2 separate regions of the Rattus norvegicus genome follow, and region 2 is linked to region 1. The links are chromatin contacts, called in public Hi-C maps. All regions are on one chromosome and are shown on one strand. Each heading gives the region's core, a stretch centred on a gene start, on an enhancer-like site or on the middle of the called end of the contact. The rest is flanking DNA. Distances are from core to core; before and after follow the strand shown.

What was found. A called contact is a pair of places that touch in the nucleus more often than the background predicts.
Region 2: a Hi-C map of kidney shows a contact between it and region 1, with 2.6 times the contacts expected there. The contact joins the promoter of Sgms1 here to the enhancer-like site in region 1. A contact is called at or near these places in 6 of 12 Hi-C or Micro-C datasets (the A7r5 cell line, Schwann cells, kidney and 3 more) and 1 of 1 datasets of contacts at active chromatin or transcription factors (oligodendrocytes).

What each region holds. Positions count from the first base shown.
Region 1 is chr1:239,606,292-239,611,991 of GRCr8, forward strand. The region is part of intron 2 of Sgms1 (sphingomyelin synthase 1); the gene reads right to left. Among named protein-coding and RNA genes, the nearest start is that of Sgms1, 64 kb to the right of the region's middle. Within about 2 kb of position 2,325, at least 10 of the 93 cell types and tissues checked have an H3K27ac peak or open chromatin away from gene starts, as enhancers often do. A contact at or near this core is called in the A7r5 cell line, Schwann cells and kidney, where this site is marked.
Region 2 is chr1:239,670,537-239,675,785 of GRCr8, forward strand. It overlaps Sgms1 (sphingomyelin synthase 1), which reads right to left and starts at 2,357. Exons shown (of 10, transcript NM_181386.3): 1 at 2,072-2,357.

The DNA.
Region 1 (5,700 bases), core at 1,075-3,574:
GAAAAACAGCAGTAATAAGATTCCCTTGCCAGGGACAAATAGATGGAGGCTCGAATAGCCCCGCTCCAGCAAATACACACACTAGACTCTCCTGGTCTACAGAGACCATGGTGAGACACAGCAAAATCCTGAGAGACTCCCAATTCAGAAAAAGAAGCTCAAGCTAATGAAAGGCTTAGCGGTAATGGTTTCTCAGAAGCATTTCCTTTTTATTGTTATTTTTGAAGTACATGTTAAATATCCAAATGCTAATGGACCCACCCTGTAGCTTGGAGGATGAAAAGTCAGAGAGCTGAGAGAGTAGCTTTGCGTGCACGCATGTGCGCGTGCACAGACACACACACACACACACACACACACACACCCTTCCACATCAGTATGCTCACATCTTTTCACTAAAGGCAGAGTTAGAACACAGAATAGTAATGCAGATAAATGGGTCTTGGATACCTCTAGTTAAATAGAAAAACAAAACAATCTTGCAGAATGGGGCCACAAAGAACATCCCACCACCATTTACTTACGTTCCCCAAATTCCGAACTTCCCACATAGTAGGTGAGAAGCAACAGGACAAAAACAATGCTTCCAAAGGAAGAGAAGAGCTCCCATCAGTGGGAACCTCACAGACACCAACTCTTGAGTCTTTAGATTACAATGCCTCTAGATATTTGCTGAAAATCATCCAAGTTACTAACGTAAAATTCAGTGAGTGAGTCATAGTCTACCTTCAAGTCTAAAGCACACTTGAAACAGAATCGTCTCAGAGTCTAATGCAGTCCACCATCTCCCCAGGTTCAAGGTCTTAAAAGAAACGGGCTGAGTTATTATCCAAGTTAGGGAGAAGATGCCAACCCTGGGCCCTCGGGAGTCTGGAGAGCAGGAAGAGCACAGGATCCAGTCGAGGCCTCTGCTCCAAGCCTATCCCTCTGTACAAGAGAAGCACTTGACAAGTGGAAGAACAATAAACTTCATATTTAAAACACTAATTCTGTTAGTGACTTAAGATCTTAAAAAGCTAATTAAGTATTCAGATCTTCAGTGATTTCAATTTGATTCCCAGACACAGAAAAATGTCTCCATCTAAAGATATATGCTCTCTAGAGGCCGAGCCCTGCCTGCCTGGCTGGCTTTTAAAACACTTTAGGAAATTTGACTTCAAAGTAAAATCAGCAATTTAGTGGAGGAGGGGGATTGGAGCCTCTGAGAAAACATCCTGCAGACCAACACACATTCAGAAATAAATTGATCTCTTTTAATACATACAACTTGCTATCTAAAACACTGAAGCATTTCCCACAATCCCTTAAATTAGTCGCATGGAAAGAATATCTCTTATTACCAAGCTAGAGTGTTCCAGATTGTTCCAGATTGCTCCCTTTCCCTCTCTCTTTCATTCTCAAACATTAGCACACTGACCTTGATTCTCAAAGCCTTTGGTTTGGGTTTTCATTAAGTCCCAGGGGCCTGTGACAATAGCCTCCTAGTTATTTCACAGTCACCAGCATCACCCTCTCCCTGAGTAGCCTCACTCACTCACGAAGTTGATTCATTCAGCTAGAATTTCCAGAGTTTCTATGTAACAGGCACTGCTCCAGGCCAGAAAACAAAGCAGTGCGCACATCACACAGGGCAGAAGCACCCCACCCCCACAGTGGTGTTCTGTTAGTCAGGCGTGTGCTGAGGGGAGAAACAGGAAGGGACTAGGCAGGCTTAAGAGTTGTACCTCATTAAAGGCAGTCAGCAAAGTCTCATTCCGGAGAGGAAAAACAAAGGGGCTAACTCGCCAGGGGACGTGCATTCCAGGTAAGACGGTCCAGGTGTCCACAGGAATGCCCAGAATCCAACCATGTGAGGTGTCATCAGAGACCACAAAGGAGCGCCTAGACATAGGCACAGCTGTGAAATTCACTTGAAATGAAGTCAAAATGGTGTTTCTCTAGTCAGCAATTCCTTCCAGAAATTCCCAAAGAAACTTGAACGTTTTTGAGAATTGAGAGAGGGAAAAAAATCAGGAAATAGAGAGATAAGCATTAGAATTTACCCTCCTGTTGGCTCAGTGATCAGGACCCACTGCCATCATGTTCAAATCAACCACAGGGAACACTCGCTTTCTCTGAGTCAACACATCTGAGACTGAGGCAAGAGCGGGAGGATGAGGGTGCCCCGTGTCCCCAGTCTTCCGTGGCTACTGTGCTCTAGGTATGTTCTGTCGCTCTGCCTGCTGCTAGCTGGGAATCAAATCAGAGCAAAGTTAATATTAATAAGATAAGTGTGGGATGCCTTGCAGGGCTCTTGACTTTGCTCAAACGTCCAAATACAAGCACGGTTCAAACACTACCGGGTACAACTGAGAGGCATTTTCCAGCTGAATATTCACCAGACAGTACTGTCCTTTGTAAATGGTTCTGAAGTTAATTATTAAAAACGTTTCAGACGTGTGCAGGAAGCATGAAAGAGTGCAATGAATGGTGATTTCCAAGAAGACAGATCTGATCTAAATCACAGAATTAAGAAGCATCAATAGTAGTCATTTGGAAATGTAGAAAAAACAATTCTTCAGCATCTTTTTATTTGAAGAAAAAAAAAACAGCAGTTACTTACAAACGAGACCACCTACCACTCTTAATATTTAAGGGATGGTGACTATTTACATGAGGCAGGGAAAACGATCATTTTACTGTGCCAAAAAGCAATACCTTGATTACTAAAAATTTTGGTAAAATGTTCCTGAGGAGAAAATGTGCTTTATTTGAAGCTATACATAAAACTATGCACATTTCGTTGTAGAAACGAGACCGTGATCTAGAAATCTGAACTAGCAAAAGGAAATAAGTCCCCAAATATCAAAGCTGAAGCAAACAGCACAAAGAAACAGCCATTCCAGGATGGAGCAGGAAATTGGGGAACCCAAATCTTTTGTACCAGTCACTGAGACTCCATGCCCTGAGGCTTCACCTTCTATCTCCAGCTCCCTGGAGACACCCCAGGAGCACTGCTTCCCAAGTGTGGGCCTTTGACAGCAGCTCAGAAGAAACAGTTAAAAACAGGAACAGAAAGGACATTTCTCTGGCCCTTTGGTTCCAATAGGAATTGAAATAACAGCAAGCATCAGATGCAATCTGAATTTCTATTTCTCAGTCACCCTAACAGGTAGGTACCTTTGACACTTCCTCTCACCTTAAAAATAAAGGGAAACTGAGGCACAGAGAGGTTAAGGCATCACACAGCATCCAAGCATTGTAGCTCTAGGTCCCAGCTGTAAGCCAAACACTTTCCTACCTCTCTGCTTCAGGACTCTAGGATTTCAGAGTGTGGTTGGCAATTAATTATGTATTAATATTCAGTGAACTCTCATCACTTGATTACTGTTTCTTAATCAGGTTTTAAATTTTAAAGATATTCCACTTAGAGGTACCACATAAACATCCACCCCTATTTGTGGCATCTGATTCCATCAGAACGTGATCAAGCTACGTAAACGTCATGTCTAAAATACGCCAGGTAAACACCTCGGAATAAGCCACCCGTTGATGTAGAATGACGCCTGGCATCTTTCCCTGGTTAAGAGAAGCTGTGTTCTGTTTGGTGTCAGTGGTATGGACTTCAAAGGCCTCAGACCTAATACTACTCACAGCATCTCACTGGTCTGGAAGTCATTCAAGACTCCCCCAGAGATTCATTCTGACCACATCTGGAAGAGGGAGACCACAAAGCTAAGGAAAACATAAACACGCCTTAGGGTACCCATTCCACATCAAAGACCTATTGCTAGCACTGTTTAAGGGCTAGCCAAAGAAGACCCATAACTGTGGTTTTACTTGGGATAATCCTTTAGTTCAACTCACTTTTTAGAAGCACTGTTAGTACTCAAATCACCAACAATTAAACCATCAGCCCAACTCCACCCAGGGAAGCTGCCTTTCCCATCTCCCATCTTCCACGTGCTCCCTGGGCAGCGAAGGTGTCCCACACTACAGAGACACACCCAGGAAGCTTATAGGGTGAGAAGGGAGTGAGCAGTGTCGGTTTTAGCAATGTGGACCTGATCTTTGAATTGAGGATCACACCAGAGAGATGCTAGAATCAAACCATTTCTGAGGCAGAGAAATTGAGCTTTTAAAAAGAAGTCAGACGCCTTCCTAGATGCTGCCAGGAGATCCACATGCAGAATGCTAACCCATTCTCGCTGCCTATCAACAGAGTCCAGTCGGGTTTCCCAGCAGCAGTCGCCTGAGCCAGTTCACCGAGCACAGGAAAGACTCCTACAGACAGAACTTCCGAGTCTTACACAGTGAGCCCCAGGCAAGTCCACAGAGGGACGTGGGTGTTTACTAGACACGTGGGGAAAAAAAAAACCTAAAAAATGTTTTAAAATTACAATTTATGTCCTGTCATAAGTTTTAAAAAACAAAAATCTCTCTTACACAAATTATTAGGAACTTCAGTTCGACTACATAAACAGCAGGAAACATTCGACACCTTCTGCTCAAACACAGGAAAAGAAGTTTTATCAACATAGGAAAAAGGAAACAAAGCAGGTATAAACAGTTCAACTGTCCTGGGCTTCTCAGTGGGAATCTTCACTCCAAGTCGTCAACCTGCTACACAGATGCACTTAGTCCCAAACACGCACAACACGGGTGTACATAGGCACTATTTGTTTTGGTTTAGGATTTGGGTTTTTTGTTTGTTTGGTTTGGGTTTTTTTGTTTGTTTATGGGTTTTGTTGTTGTTGTTTGTTTTTTGGGTTTTTTGCTTTTATTTTTGGGGTTTTTTTTTTTGGTTTTATATTTGGGTTTTTTGGTGGGTTTTGTTTGTTTGTTTGTTTTGTTTTGGGGAGGGGGTGATTCTAACAGAACAACTGCCAGGTGTTAATGTCAGACATGAAGAAAAGAATATCACCAATGGCAAGTGCCAGTCAAATTGGTAGGTGGCAGAGGCCTTGGCATGGTTTGTGATGGTTCCCTGCCTTTTATAGGAAACCTGACAGCGAAGTTCAGAAAGGCTCCAGACCTGTGTCACAGTTCCCCTCAGGTACTGTGGTCATTACGGTAAATTGTCTTCTATTGTTTACACTGCACTTTCCGTCTGTTGTGACCATGCTCCATCCTCTCCAAGTTTGGTGTTCTGTTGGTTTTCCTAGCAGCCATTTTTAAAGACTGCACCTTGGTAAAGGAGCACAGTGCTGTAATACAAGAGTTCTGCTGGGTCCATTAATCTTTGTCAGACCTTGTGACTCACAATAGTCTGTGCACTGAGACCAAGCAGGGCTTCCAAACTTTTAGCCCTCGCAGTGAGCAAGCACACAGTTTTAAGTTGACAGATAAAGAACCAACTAACTAGAATAGTTCACAGGCAAAGGCTAGGAGTTAAAAGGCCTGGTTTTCCCATCTTGAGCTCACAGCACAGCCCCCAGGCAAATCATAATCTCTCTGGGCATGTTTTTCACCCCTTATGTGGCATGCAAATGATTACTATGTCTGCAGTACTCATACAAGCACTTGGCGTGAGTCAATTCAATAGATCCCATAACAACACTACAAGGTAGGTGTCACCAGTGACGTGTCACTAGGCAGACAGAAGCCCAAAGTGACACTGGCAAAACATGAAGAATGTGGCTATGGGGACCCCAACACTGCTGGGTGAGAGGACAGCCACAATTCCTTCCAACTCAAACTTCCATGAGACGTCAAGAATGA
Region 2 (5,249 bases), core at 1,107-3,606, 64 kb after region 1:
GTCCAGAGCTACGCAGATGCCCCTGCAGGCCTTACCCTTTAACACCCCCACGCGGCGAGGACACGCGGGGTCTCAGAACAGTCGCAAGCCAGGGACTGTTACGCCGCCAGGGGAGCAAGGGGCTCGCTGCTTCGGGAAGGGGGGTCCCACCTGTTATGCCGTTGGGGGTCATCGAGGGGCTGAAGGGAATCCCAAAGCCGCTGACTCTTGGCCCGCTGCGATCAGGCCAGGAGGTACCAACTGTCACTCTGCCGCCCAGGGTTGTGGGGGTGGGGCTGCGATTTGGGGGGATCCACTTCTAAGCACTACGGGACCTCTGGCTGGCTTCTGCCTGAAAGGTCCTCAGCCCCGGGCTCTCCGGCTCCGCCACCGTCCACTCGCCCCAATGTGACACCAGGCAGCCTTCCAGCCCGCACGCAGCACCTCGGAAAGGTGCCCACTGACGCCTCCGCCTTCCTCCCCGCCCAAGTTGGCGGGGGAGCCCCGCCGGCGGCCCGCCCCCTCGGAGCCGGGATCGCGGCCGCCAGAGCGCTCCCCCGCGCCCACCCCCAACAGCGGCCGCGGGGGGACCGCCCGCCAGGTACGCGCGACACCGCGCGGTAAGCGCTCACGCCCCCTCGCCCGGGCTGTCCGCCCGCCGTCAACCGAGGTCAGGCCCGGCCCCCGAGACTCGGGTCAGATCCAGCCGCTCGCGATCCGGAGGCCGGCCCTCCACCCCCGCCCCGCGACTCACTTGCACGCGAGTCGTGGCAGCCGCCGGAATTCTTTCCACGCGCCGAGCCCCCCGCCTCGGAACGAAACCGGGGCAGGGCGGCGTGCGGGCTCCGCATCCGATCCCGCTCTCCCGTCCTCGTGCCAGGCTCACGGGACAAGCAGCCCGCCCGAACCGGCCCTCCCTGCTCCCGTCCAGCCGGCAGCCCGCCGCCGCTGCTCGGGCCGCAGCCGAGCTGGCGAGAAGGCTTCTGACTTGGAGCCTCGGGCTGCCGAGCATGCCCAGTCCGCGGCGGAGCCGGGTCGGCTTCCCGCGCGACGCTGGTCCGTTCCTCCGGGTGTTCCCGGCGGCCGGGGGGCGGAGACCGCGGACGCTTGGCCGGGGACCCAGCTGAGTCCCGCAGGACAGCTTGCCGTGGGGTGTGTTAGGGATGAGGGCTGGGGCGTCCTTTTCGTTTCTAGAAACGGGAATTGGAGATGCTGGCCCTTCCCACACACACACATGCCCCCAACTACGAGAAGAGGAAGGGCCCAAATGGTGGGTTTCATCCGCCCGGATCAGAAGCCCAATTAGGAGCCAGCCCGAGAGTTGTGCGACTAAAGCGGGCCGGAAAGCAGGGTACGCAAACTCAGTCTTCGAGAAACTACCATCGGGGACAGTTGTTAGCGAACTACACTGGCATTTTCTTCTCCACCAAGCCCAAGAACTGCGACACTTGTGACTCCCTCATGATTGATCATGTAAAATGGATGGACCTCAAACTCTTCGGGACATTTCCCGAAGCTCTAATCCTTACACTACCATCTTCCCCGGGGAAGAAAAAACGGGTCCGCCGGTTTCCTAAATCGCGCTGCGCCAAGCAGCACGAGGGCCTTGGAGTTCTAGGGAAGAACTGGGGCCCCCTAGTTCGTCCGGGCCCCACCTCCCGCCGCTGCTTGGAGCTGAGGCGAAAACCTGGAGAGCGCCGCACCAGGGCCGGAGCACTGCGCATGCCCAATGGCCCCACCGGGTGCGGGTCGCCAGCAGATTTCCTCCAGCTCGCGCAGTGGAACCCGATATCGGGACGGTGATCGAGCGGCAGGGACAGCAGTCTTCCGCGGCCCCGGCCTTTTGGACCGACCCGCTCGTGCCGCCGTAGCATGGGTCTCCCTGGACGCGCTACCCGCAGGGTCTGGTCTGGGGGCGCGCGGGGGCGGGGAGTAGGGACCAGGAACGGCCGTGCCTGCGTGACACGTGACTGTCGGCCGAGCTCCGGGGCAGCCATCTTCAGTTTTCCCGGGCCGCAGGCGAAGAACCGTCCGGGATCTGGATAGACTCTATTCAGTCGCCTCCCCACCAGGCCCGGGGACCAGCCCTCACCTGCAATCCGCTAGTCTACAGCGGGGGTACAGCGGCGCCGGCGATACCGGGAGGACAGGCTGTCTCCAGAGCCAGAACCTAAAGGCTGAGAATTGGAGAGCCGCTCTCCTGGAGCTGATGGCTTCAGCTTTTCCCCAGGGGCGGAAGTTGGGGAAAGGAGTTCCCGTTCCTAAGGCGCCCGCATCGCTCCTCCTGCCGCTTCCCTGTTCTGACCCATTCCCGGGGACAGAGGATGAAGGTTGCTGAAGTTGTTTGGACAGCCGTCGCCCTCCTCCATGCTTTTCTCCTGCTGGTGGTTAGCTTGGATGGTAGCTTGTTTAGTCACCTGGGGTCCTGGAATCTCTGAACCTGCAACCTCATTACCCGAGAATTCTTTAGAACGGCACATTCACGACCACACCTAGACCTACGGAATCAGAAACGCCTCTAGTGGGGTCCTTCCCGAAATCCGGTTAACAAGCTCCCAAGGTGAATCTAATGGCCGCTTTCCCTAAGCTGTAGAGACCGGTTTTCACGTACGACGCTGAAAACTTAGCGTCCTCTTCCCCAAACGGTGAAAAATCAGATTAAAAATGCGTCTGCTCCCATGTGATCTCTTAAGATCTTGACCTCTCCTGCACCTCTGGCCTTTTCACCTTAGGACCCTGTGCTATCGCGCTTCTCAAGGGAGATAAGAAATGGAGTGGTGGCTTGACACATAACTGATTTTCAGTGACAACTGACAACCACCAGCTCTATTTGGAGTGTCAACCAACAGCAAGGGAATGTCTGGGATTTTAGTAACCCCGCTGGGTATTTTCATCAGTTTGCACCTAAGAGGTAAAAAGGAGGCTTGCTGTCTTGTGAAGTAAGTTCTGGATAGCCGCTGGCTGTTTCAGTGCTACTTTACAATTGTTGTAACCAAGGTCAAAGGTCAAAGCATGCACACTGCTGTATGGCAGGTCAAGGAATCCAGACTTTAAAATCCCTCTCCCAACACAGGTGCGCGCGCGCACACACACACACTATTTTACTCCAAATTCCACTCCAATTTTAAAAAATAATTCTTAGGGAAAAGCACACGTATGTAACATAGCTGTGAGAAATAGAGGGATGGTAATCTAAAGAGAAATCCCAGCCTCTTAAGTGATCTGAATGGTGTAGTCATAAGAGATGCTTCAGAGTTGACGTACTTTTAAATTAAGTTTAGTCATGGTCTTTAAGTCAGTCAGTCTTCAAACCAAAAAGATATTTTTTTAATGAAGATAAAATGTTCCTTTTCTAGTCCTCAGAACAGTGAAGAACAGGAGGCTAGAGAAGTAGCCCAGCAGTTAAGATTACTTTCTATTCTTGAAGAGGATCCTAGTTCAATTCCTAGCACCCCACGTTACCACTGACAACCATCTGAAACTGGTTCCCACGGATCTGATGCCTTCTGTGGCTGCAGAACACCAGGCATGCAAGAGTTACACCTGCATGCTGGCAGGCATAGATTCACATGCAGAAGTAATGTCTTTAAGAAATAAAAGAATCCTAACGCTATTTCTTACAAATCATGATAAGAAGCGTATTCATTAAAAATGTTTAGGTTTCTCAAGTCCGGGGACTGGCATGGATAATGTTGTTGGAGCAGTTAAATAAAAATGAATCACCTCTGAGCCTGCCATGCTAAAGTAATACCAAGAACAAGTACTGAGACACACACTTCACTCGCCAAAGTGACTCCTCCCATGGTGGTCATTTCTAAAGATGAGTAATCTAAGTAAAACATGCGGTTTTATCCCATCGACCTGTAAATGACAAGCACCACTTACTAGATATCAGTCAAAGCTCACACCATGTTCTCAGATCAACGGAGCTTCAGTGAGTAGCCAGGACAATGTGTCTCTGTTAGAAGAACCCAAAGCCACACAGCCTGAGCAGCAGGGCCAAGGCTTCACGGCCGCTTCAGCCTGTCCTATTCACCTGGCCAATCTACAACCTGAGTTTAAAGCGGATGCTGTGGGTGGGGACCCAGCTGCCCATGACTAAGTTTCCAAGTATTCCTATTGCCCTGAGGAATAGATCTGTGAATGACCTGCATTGAGTTCATCTCTGTGCCTCTGCCTGAGACTCCTGGCTTCACTAATTGTCTGGTTTCCATTAATCAACAAAGACTGGAATTGTTTGACTATCCTTGGGTAGATGAAGGATGCAGCCCAGTTTCTCCTTGCACACAAAACTCCTTTCCCTGCATCTCCAATGCCATACAATGGACATGTAGTATCCCTGATCTTTGGGACACCCAGCACAAGAGTTGGCACCAGACAGCCCTTAGTAAGTAGTCGCTGAATCATACCTTATTATTTTCTGTTTTTCTCTGTGCTGCAGTTAGGTCTAAAAAGGATAAATACAAACAATAGGATTATCTTTGTTATCCCTTTCTAATTAGCAACTCTCCCAATCTCTCGTGTTTATTTTAAGGGGATTTTTAAATTAGACATTTACTGCTGACAGTTACCATGGGCTCATAGGTTCATTCCTAGGGACAGTACTATGGTGTCCCTAACCAAACCACCACTTAAGTCCTGGCTTTTCAAGTAATCAGTAAGGAACTCCAGGCAGGTTTCGTTCTTGCCTCTTAAAATAAGAATGCTATAATCCACCCCTCTCTTTGATTCTCATGGCTATCATGAAAATTAATTAGATCCTTAATATAAATATGTCTACAAATGTTTATAGAGTGAGCATAATAAAAAGCAGAGAATGCTGTTCAATTTATCATGAATATCTTATTTAGCGACCAGCCTTGTCCTAAGTCAAGCACTAGAGCAGTCCTGGAAGTAAATAGAATGAGGGGCACATGCTGTCTCCAGCTGGCACTTATAAGCGAGTCCCAGAAACCCCAGTGCTAAAGGAAGAGAGGGTTACGTGGCATGATCCCCTGAACTGTACAGCTCCAAACCAAACGTCAGATCTAGGACATGCTGCAGTCAGGAAGGGCTGCAGCAGTCAGGGCTGGCACCTTTTCTATGCTTCCCTTAGAAGAGATTGAAGGAGCGATCAGATTTCTTCCGCCAGGTCTCATACAGCGTAAAGGACAGGATACAGTCTCCCGCTTCGTTAGGCACCTTGAATAACAAGGTAACAACAGTCCTGGAGTAATCCGATAGAATCAAGTCTAAATCCTGTGCACTCCAGTCTAGACCAGGGCTTCTGA